Regions from separate parts of the Mus musculus genome. Here region 1 is linked to region 2. Evidence: chromatin contacts called from public Micro-C data. All regions are on one chromosome and are shown on one strand. The core of a region is the stretch at or near the end of the contact, and the rest is flanking DNA. Distances in the headings are between cores, read along the strand shown.

Region 1 (4,654 bases), core at 1,640-4,139, 270 kb after region 2:
GTTTTAGTTAACTCCGGGTGTAGTTAACAATCAAGAATAGCCATCACACCTAGTAATGCGTGTGCCTCTTCCTTGATCTTTATAACTGCCTGGAGTGTCTATGAGAAAGGAGGACCGAGTGCACACGGAGGGAACACCTAGAAGGGTGCAGGGGGAAGACAGCCATCTATCCACAGCCAATAAGGGGACCCAGGGAGGACCAAGTCCTGCAGACACTTTAATCCAACATCCAAGTCAGTGAGAGACCTTTTATTATTCATGCTACCACGAAGGTGGCTCTAGGTGTCACAGAAAAGTCTTCAAATTCCAGAAGATCTAAGTTTTGTTAGTAACAAACACAGCAGAGTTGTATTGATGTGTTGGATAGCGGAAGACTGAAGAACTTGTGGGCAGATTAAAAGAAGAATAGGTTCATTCCTGTCCTCTCACCCCAGGGACAAGTTTCCATTTACCCAAAGGTCAAGACCAGAAGGTCAGCTGGTAGGAATGACTGAGACTTTTAACACCTCGCTCTCTCTGTACTTCTGTCTCACCCTCAGCTCATTGTCTCCATCGGTTCGACAGGGACTGTACCTAGCTTAAGAGCCACCTCTGTCTGGCCTGGCCTCTGCCTGCTCTTTCCTCATACAGTCCCCAGTAGTGACTGCTCAGCTGGAACAGAGGTCAGAAGAGTTGGCTCCAAATGCCTGCATACTAGGACTCCTGCCTCCTTCCCGTGACCTCTGCTTCAACTAAGAAGAAACAGAGGAGAGTTGAGAACTGAGAGAGGAGGAGGCCCTCAGGGTCGGACACTATGCTGTCATCCTCTGGGATACGGAAAGCACCCCCTCTTCCCACACGCTGACCTCTTACAGTTGGGGTTGGCAACCTGCCTGGCTGGCCTTGGTTAGGCTCGCAGGAGTCTCATCTTTTATTCTGACTATAACAAGACAGATGGAAGGGAGAAGCCATCCCGGCAAAGAGAGGGAGCAGAGGCAAAGAGACGAGGGGTGTGAAGGCAGGCTGTTCAGATGCGCCCTGAGGGGAACAGCTCTTTGTCCAGGGCATCAGAAGGCTTCAGTCCCCCCAGCCTGGGTTCAGCTTGATGAACGGACAGCTAGGCAGGAGGCAGCCTGTTGTTACTGGCAGCATCCAAGAATGAAGCAGCCTTACCCCTGCTGTTGGCCAGATGTTCCCCAAAGCGCTCGATAGGCTCCCTGAGACTAGAGTGGCCATTACTAATGTTACAGTGACTTTGACCGTATCCCCCCAAAACCTCATGGCTCTACCACAAAGAGGAGCCACATCCTCGGGTACCTTCAGGGCCTGGCTCACCCTCCCACTAGGAGCCACATCCTCGGGTACCTCCAGGGCCCATCTCACCCTCCCCCCACACAGGCAGACACCCCCCTCATCCCCTCTCATCATTCCTGAGGCATCTGCCCTTGAGCTGGGTGGAGCTCCTCTGTGCTGTGTTCTCACGGACCCTGCCCTCTTCCTGACTGTAACATTCACCACGGTTCAGGGGCATGTTTGCTTGATTGCTTCATTTCAAGGCCCCATGCTTGTTTTCATGCTTTTTTTTCCCTTTGCTTTCTTACATTCCTTTATATTTATTTATTTATTTCCTCCAATAATTTATTTATTTTTATTCACTTTACATTCCGATCACAGCCCCCCTGCCTCTTGTCCCAGTCCCACCCTTACAAGTCCCTTCGCCCCATTGCCCCTTGTCCCCTCTCCTCCTCAAAGAAGGGGGAGAGGGGGGCCTTGGGACCACTCTGAGACATCTAGTCCCAGCAGGACTGGGTGCATTCTTTCCCACTGAAGCCCAACCAGTCCAGGTAGGGGGAAGGGGATCCAATGTCAAGGAACAGAGACCGAGACCCTGGCTCCACATGTTAGGGGACCCGCATGAAAGCAGAGCTGAACGTTTACTACAACGTGTAGGGAGTCCAGGTCCAGTGCCTGCATATTTCCTGGTTGGTGGCCCGGTCTCTGTGAGCCCCCATAGGCCTAGGTTAGTTCTTTATATTTATTCAGTGTGTGTGTGTGTGTGTGTGTGTGTGTGTGTGTCTTAAAGCCATACTTCTTCTATCTTGGGAATCCAGGGGACTGAACTCAGGTCATTAGGCTTGGTGGCAATCACCTTTTACCAGCTGGCTGATCCATCTCACTGCCTGGCTTAATGGTTTCTTCCTTTTCCTTCCTTCTTTCCTTCCTCCCTCCCTTCCTTCCTTCCCCCCTTTCCTTTGTTTGTTTGTGAGACAGGGATCCTCTGTGTTGATGGTTTCTTACCTGCTGTCTTTCCTGGCAGCAGAGCAGGCTGTACCTCTGTGGAAACTGGGAACATTTGAAGATTGATGGCAAGAGACATTTGAGACATCCCCCTGCTGCAGAGAAACAGATCTACCTTTGCAGGCAGGGCTGGTTCCCTTCTGTGCCTCTGTTTTCATGGGATGGAAGAGTTACAACGTTGCACAATGTGCACAATGGGACTGTTGTTGTTGTTGTTGTTGTTGTTGTCCAAATGAACCTTTCCACTAAATTATCCAGAAGCAGAGTCATAGGTACTATGACTCTCCATGTTCTGGATGGGCAGGACAGCCAGAGAAGAAAGGGTTAACACTCTCCTGAAAGGAGCCACCCACTCCTCTCCTACTGCCTGATGAGACAGGTGGTGGGTGCAGCAGCCCTGAGGCCCAACTCTGGGCCTGCTCCTTCCAAGATCAGACCCAGAACAGGATAAGTTTTGTTCCAGTACCAGCCCTATAACAACAGCTGTGAGGGGCAGTGTCTCCTGTCAGCACACACACAAAGCCATGAGGCCCCGGTTCACAAAGCTAATGGGTGTGTGGCTTTGGCGTGCCAGCTCACAGGGCTTTCAGTTCCTATCAGTGACATCGGCTCCCAGACCTTCCTTCAACCACCGTGTTGTGCTTGGATTGCACAATTATGCTTGACAGAGTTGCTTCATCTGTCTTAGCGGCTTCCATCAATAGCCAGAGAGAAAATCTGGTTATAAAGTGACTCTTCTTAGAAGGTCTGGGTCCCGGTGGGGAGTGCGTTCTTGGTCAGCTTCCCAGAACCACAGAAGTCAGTTGGCATTCCCTCATTTATAGCAGCAGCGGTGCGACCCCGAGCCTGAGCCTGTGAGAGAGTCCTGTGTGCATCTAGACCTTTGTCTCTGCTCAGAATATGAATACAAACACACCCCAGAACACAGGAAAACATCCAAGAACAAATTTAAAAAGCAGACCAAACAGCCTACTAGAAGCCAAGAGAAAGACCACAGAAAGTCAGTAACTCCAATAGTATTTTCTTTCCTTCTCTTCTGAACAAGGGACTCCATGTTTGTGTTTTGCCACTGGGTCTGCAAACTGTATAAGTGTGGTCATCAGCAACGCATGATGTCATTTCTTAAAATTTATACACCACAAGTGGGGAGATGGCTCACCGGATAAAATGCTTTCCGTGCAAGCATGAGAACCGGAGTTGAGACCCCAGAACTCAGGTGAAGTAGCAAGTGTGGTGCTTATGCATCTGTAGCCCCTGCCCTGGGAGAGCAGAGACAAGCAGATTCCAGGAGGCTCAATAGCCAAGCAGTATAGCCGAATCAGAGAGCTCCAAGCTAAAGGAGACCTGAAGAAAAGATGGAGACGAAATGGAAGAAAACATCCTGACACTAACCTCTGGCTTCCACACACTCAGCAGGTGGGCACACACTTGCATCAGCAGTGTGGAGCAACCAAAGTCTCCTTCATTGCTGATGGGCATAAAGTCAGTCTTTGCAAGACAGCGCAGCAGTTTCTTACAAAGTCATAAAAAACATCTACCGTGGAACTTAGAAATAGTGTCCTAGATATTTACCCAATTGATACAAACTTGGTTTAGATGAAATTCTGCATACAATCATTTGTAGTGGCTTTATTCTTAAACCTATCAAGTGAGAACCCAATGTCCTTTCGCTGGGAACTGGATAAACAAACTATGGTACATCTAGACAATGGCTACCGATGCACAGATAGGTGAATCACAATGCATTATGCTAAGCAAAATAAGCCAGAAGCCAGATGCGGAGATCTAACCCTGTGTACTTCTAATTATGTGACACCCAGGGACAAGCAAAATGTTTTAGAGACAGGAAAGTGATAGGTGGCTTATCAGGGCTGATGGAGGGGAAGCTGTCTGTGACTTTGGAAGGACTTAGTGGTGATGACAACGTTGTTTGGTTATGGTCTCAACTCAGCAGCAGCGCAGTCACCGGGATGAACTTTAGTGGGTGTCAGTGATATCTTAGTTTTTAGAAAGCGCCTTGGTGTTTGCTAGGCAAAAATGAGTAGCTTGTGTAGTCTTTATGCATGACAGAAATCTCAAGCAAGGGACCTCGAGTCAAAGGTGAGAGACAAAAGAGTCACAGTCCTCGCAGTGGGGGATGCTGGGAAGGGCTCTGGAATTTTGTAAGATGCTCAAGATAGGACCAGTGGAGACCAAGCTGGAGGGAGAGGCTCCTCTAAAAAGCAGCTGAAGAAGATTTTGTGGGTGAATGGGACTTGGGGCACCTGGCAGAACCCTCAGACACTTCTCTTTCCTACCCACTGCCTTGGTCTCCAGCAGGCACACGTTGGAGAACCTCACCCTGCCCTGCCTTGGCTGTTCTGATTTTATGCCTAAA
Region 2 (4,953 bases), core at 279-2,778:
TGCTGGAGTTAATCATGAGAGTAGCGGGTGGTCATTTACAAGCCAAGTCTTTTCCCGGGAGAAGACAGAGAGGGAGGGAGGGAGGGAGGGAGAGTGGGGGAAAGGAGAGAAGGGAGGGAGGCAGGCAAGAACAGAGAGAATTTTCCTCATTTCCGATGCATGTTGGGGGCTTGCCTGGAAGACATGCAAGCAAAATCAAGCCCACATCTGGAATTACTCTGCACATGTAGACAGGTGCACACACTGCTAGGACATTGCTTGGACTCTCTGCACAACCTTGGCATCCGCAGACACACATGCAACCTGGTGGTCTGCTTTGTGGAGTTCCCATTTGTAGACGCCTCACTCTGTCCGTCCCGACTTTTGGCAAATGGAAAAAGCTATACATTTGTATAGCATTTGGAGGCTTGTTTAATAGCAAATCTGTAAAGCACCCCAAATCCTAGGTTATCAGTCAGGGGCTCATTATTGCTAATTATCTATTCATTTTGGATATATGTAATAAAAGTCTCAGGACCTATTGGGCAAATTATCATTTTTAATAGGATAGTTACTTAAGTCAACATATTCCTGCACCTCTCCCATGATGACTCCTTTTGTAAAGACGAGATGAATTTTATAGGTTGAGATTGACAGCTTTTCTAATGAGCAATATTTTGATATGGAGTTTATTTTATTAAATTGGGGGGGGGGGAGTCTGGGGAACATGATGGGTGTTTTTATTTCAGAAAGTAAATTCAGGATCTTAAGAGACACAAATATTTACTGTATCCTCTCACCGTCCCCAAAATGCGTTGTTTGAAGTAGGATTGTAGCTAATGGCCCACCCTCTCTCTGTTTGGATATGCTGTCGTGGAACTTTCTACTATGGAGCACACAGCCCGAGAGAAGTTCATGAACAGGCAGGGCTTGGGAGAGCGGAAGCCAACTCCTCCATCCTGCTGCTGTCTTTGAGCTAGTCATTCACCCCTCCGTGGCCTAAGTTTCCCCCACCTGCCTTCTGGGCTCTGAATCCTGTTTCTCAGTGGGCTACCCATCGGGCTGGCTCTGCCCAGTTCAAACTGACAGGCATCTGCAGGTGGGACTAGCCTATCAGAAGTCCATTGGCTCCCAAGTTCTTGGGAGTAACCAGTTGACTTAAGCCTTTCTGGAATTCTTGTAAGAGAACTTGACTTGCCACCTAAACTGTTCCTGTGGAGCCGAATCTGTCCTGACGGTTCCTTGGAAAGCCTGCACAGTGCTGAGCAAGCCAACTGCCTTGCATGCCTTCTGCAGGTCCAAGCCAGTGCGTTCCAGAGCACTGTCTGTAACCGATTTAAGGAGAAGGTGCTAGAAAGGGAAAAAGAAAGGGTGGCAGGGGGTGGAGAGGAAAGAAAAGGCTGGCAAGTTCTCAGTCCCAGAGCCTGGATGGAAAAGTGAGTGGGTCACTGTAAGGGGAGGGCGCATGCGTACTGAGGAGCTGGCCACAGGGCCCTCCCTCCTCCCCTTCTGGAATGCAATGTGTATTTACTGCCCCGTGGATCCCAGTTTCTCTCAGGAAGTCATTTTTTCCAGGGCTAGAGGAGAGTAGCAGGCTATCTCTCTGGAGAACTCCGCCACTCCTGGAGTCAGAACTCTTGGGGATCAAGGGGTGGTAACTACAGGGGAGCTGAGTCAGAAGATGATATTGAGGATATATAAATGACCCCCACCCTCTTGACCCCACTCCTGCTGCGAGACTGGGAAGGAAGTGAAGATAGAAAACTAAAAACAGCGTAGTAACTCCAACCTTCTCTCTTTCCAGCCCCAGACAGTCCCAAAAGACTATGGCCAGCACAAGTGTAGCCCCTCTCTTAGGCGGGCAGGTGGGGCATCATCTTTTTGCTGAGGGTTCCCACTTGAGAGACAGGGATTTTCCCCTTCCTTCACAGGTTTTTGCTGGAGCTTTCTCTACTGTGACATCCAAGTCTCAGCTCTCCCCCAAACAGGATGCTCTCTAACTGGTCCCTAAGTCATGTTCATCTATCCTATAACCCATACCCAAGCCCAGGACTGCTTGGCTTGGATGGGTCTTTGTTCTGGAGTTGTCCTAGGCCTCGGCTGTGAGCTGGTGTTTAGGAGCGGTGCCCTAGCCTCTTCACTTTCCCCCAGAAACTCCAGATTGTGTCTAGCCCCCTGGAAGTGTGAAAACGTCCCACTAAGACCCCGGGTCCAAATTACTCCCCTTTCTGTCTTCCCATCCCTCTCCACTCTCTGTAATGGTCCTTATTTTTCCCTTGGCCCAATAGTTCTCTACCTGGCAGCACACTGCACTCACCTAAGAAGTTTCTAGAAACCCCTTTCATACCTGACCATACCTTAATCATTAAACCTGACTCTCTTGGGTGTGGAAACTCTTCGAAAAGTGTCCCAAATCAGTCTGGAGGCCTTCCTGTAGGCTCTCTGATCCCCCCTGGATAGTAAGCCACCCCAGAGAAGGACGCGTAGTGGGCTTTGGTTGCCACTGCATTGTCAGCAATTAGAACAATGCTTGCATCCCTGTAGGGACTCGAGACTAAGACTGAGCAGTGAAGGAATGTTCCAGAAACTCCATCATCACTCATGGGTGGGTTCTCTGGAGGGAGTCTTTCATTTTTGTTACTCATCCAACAAACATCAAGTCTTTGCTGCTGTGCCAGGAGCAGGAGCAAAGCCTAGAGTGGGAAGACATGGAGAGTGTGACCCTAGGAGCCTCCCGTGTCTAGGTGCCAGGTGCAGATGGCAGTTAGAATGCAAAGCAAGCTGGTTGCCCCCAACAGGCACCAGACACCCTGCACCCCTGTGGAAGGTGTTCCGCTCATATTTTCACACTTGCTAATCCACACAGTTCTTCACAGTAGGTGCTGCTGCCATTTCCCAGGGGAGAAAACTAGGCTCCAGGGAGTTACCTAATGCCCCCCAGAGTCACCTGATGCAAAGCCAGGTCTGCCTCTTGAAAATCATTCACTCTTTGCATCACTTCGTGCCATGTGCAGAGGTGAGACTGGATGGGAGGCTTGTGGGTCCCCATGAGCAAGGCAGATGCTACAAAGAGAAACCCTACCCCAACCAAGAAAGTTACCCCAAGCTCTTCTGTGCTCTGATACCATGATTGTCTGGATTCAGGCTTCTTAGGAGCAGACCCCAAGGCAAAGACTGTCCTAAAACAGTTCTTTGATAAGGGGAGGACCACTGGTGGCCAGCACGGAGAAAGTCCAATAAGAGAAGGTAGTCCAGACAAGCAAGTCACTGTGCCGGACAGCTAGAACTAAATCCTGTTGTAAAACTGGGCACCACAGAAGACCACACTTCTCAGGGTTGTCTCACAAAATATTATGATCCTTCCTTAATTATAGTGTTCCATTGGCCTTTATACCTCTGTTTTCCCATCTGTGGAAATGGACACAAACAGGCTTTATTACAAGCACACATTAGAAAAAACTCATAAACACTGCCTACACCATGGAGTACTGTAGAGGCAGCTGAGTCAGGTATCCAAGAAAGAAGTGCCATACACAATGCCAAGAGAGTTTATGAACTGCTTTATAGACAGGCAGGATTAAACAGGATCTGCAAGAGCAAAAAGAAAAAACAAAAACAAAACAACAACAAAACCACAGAACAAAACAAAAAGCCCAAGAACTAGACAAGAACTAGATGACAAGGCTGGAAGTTCTGCCTGAAGGAGCCAGAGTGGGATTGGCCTGGGACTTGGGAGAAAGACTGTCCCATTTAAGAGCTGGTATACCGGCCAATATTGACCCATGCCTAATGAGGCCAGCCAGACACCCTGCTAGATACACTGAGACATGCAAGCTATATTCACGGTGAGGGTTGCCCTTGCCCCATTCTGCAGGCTGGAAGCCTGAGGCTCAGGACTGTCTTTCGCTCTGGTCTCACAGTGGCGAAGGAGAGCTGGGATCTCTACCCGATGACTTGGACCTTTGACTTTCATCTCTCTTTCCTTCTTCCCACTGTCAGAGCTCAGCAGGAGATGGAGAGAGGTTGCTGTAGTGATGAAGATGGTGGCACAGAGGGTAAAGCAGGCGGGCCGTGGGTCTGCAGGGGGATCTGACCCGGAGCAGCCTGCCAGGGAGCTGCTCGTGCTGTCCCTGTTAGATCATCAGAGATGGAGCAAGGCCTGACTCCTCGTGGGCAGACTCAGAGATTTTCCAGTGAGTGAGCTACTGACCTATTAACTACAAATCAGACCATCACTCAGGCCCTAAATAGCGTTGTTACTGAATAATATAATTGAAAGTATTATCCCTTTAAGCTTCTGCTAATGGAGAAAATAAACCATTTGTTCCTAAGGGTTTTGAAAACTATATATCTGTTGATTGAGGGAATCCTTTTTTTTTTAACATTCATTCAGAATTCTACACTGCATGCGAAGGAAAGCAGAAGCATTACAATCAGGGGTTATAGGTAGAGAGAACAAAATATTGATGTGTGAGACATTTAGTGGTGACCTTGCCCTTGAAGTGAAGGGCTTAAGGCTCCTGCTTGTGGGGCCAAGGATCCATGGAGGGGACATGGGATGGCCACAGTGAGGGTTAAGATCACAGCGATAATGATATATGTAGGGTCCAAGGTTAATGGCAGCATCGACTGATTTCTTGCATCAGCCACCCTGACCCTCCAGACAGGTCCCTTACCTTTTTCCAGTTCATTTACTCATCATATAATGGGGCTTATAATTCCAATTTTAAATACTTGTAAGACACTACTGGTCTATTTTTGCCCAACTCTTCTTTCATGTGAGGGCCACACAGCTATATCTGAAGATAAGAAAGGTCAGGGTGAGAGACGGCAGCACCAACAGTAATAGTACAATCACAACCCCTTTCACCAAGAGGTCTTTCTATAATGCCCAATATATAGGTATATAAAAATAGATACACAAATAGAAGTTGCTGAATAAATCATGAAGAAATGCCTCTTACTATAATTCTT

The links. Hi-C and Micro-C count contacts between places; a contact is called where the count stands out from the background.
Region 1: a contact with region 2 is called in a Micro-C map of muscle stem cells, with 4 times the contacts expected there. A contact is called at or near these places in 3 of 39 promoter capture datasets (hematopoietic stem and progenitor cells, neutrophils and trophoblast stem cells), 13 of 484 Hi-C or Micro-C datasets (B cells, the G1E-ER4 cell line, Th1 cells and 7 more), 21 of 130 datasets of targeted methods (the 230-238 cell line, bone marrow-derived macrophages, double positive thymocytes and 15 more) and 2 of 9 other capture datasets (liver and pancreatic islet).

The regions. Positions count from the first base shown.
Region 1 is chr15:57,978,007-57,982,660 of GRCm38.p6, forward strand. No RefSeq gene overlaps it. Among named protein-coding and RNA genes, the nearest start is that of n-TMcat16, 4.3 kb to the left of the region's middle.
Region 2 is chr15:57,711,068-57,716,020 of GRCm38.p6, forward strand. The region is part of intron 1 of Zhx2 (zinc fingers and homeoboxes 2); the gene reads left to right. Among named protein-coding and RNA genes, the nearest start is that of Zhx2, 19 kb to the left of the region's middle.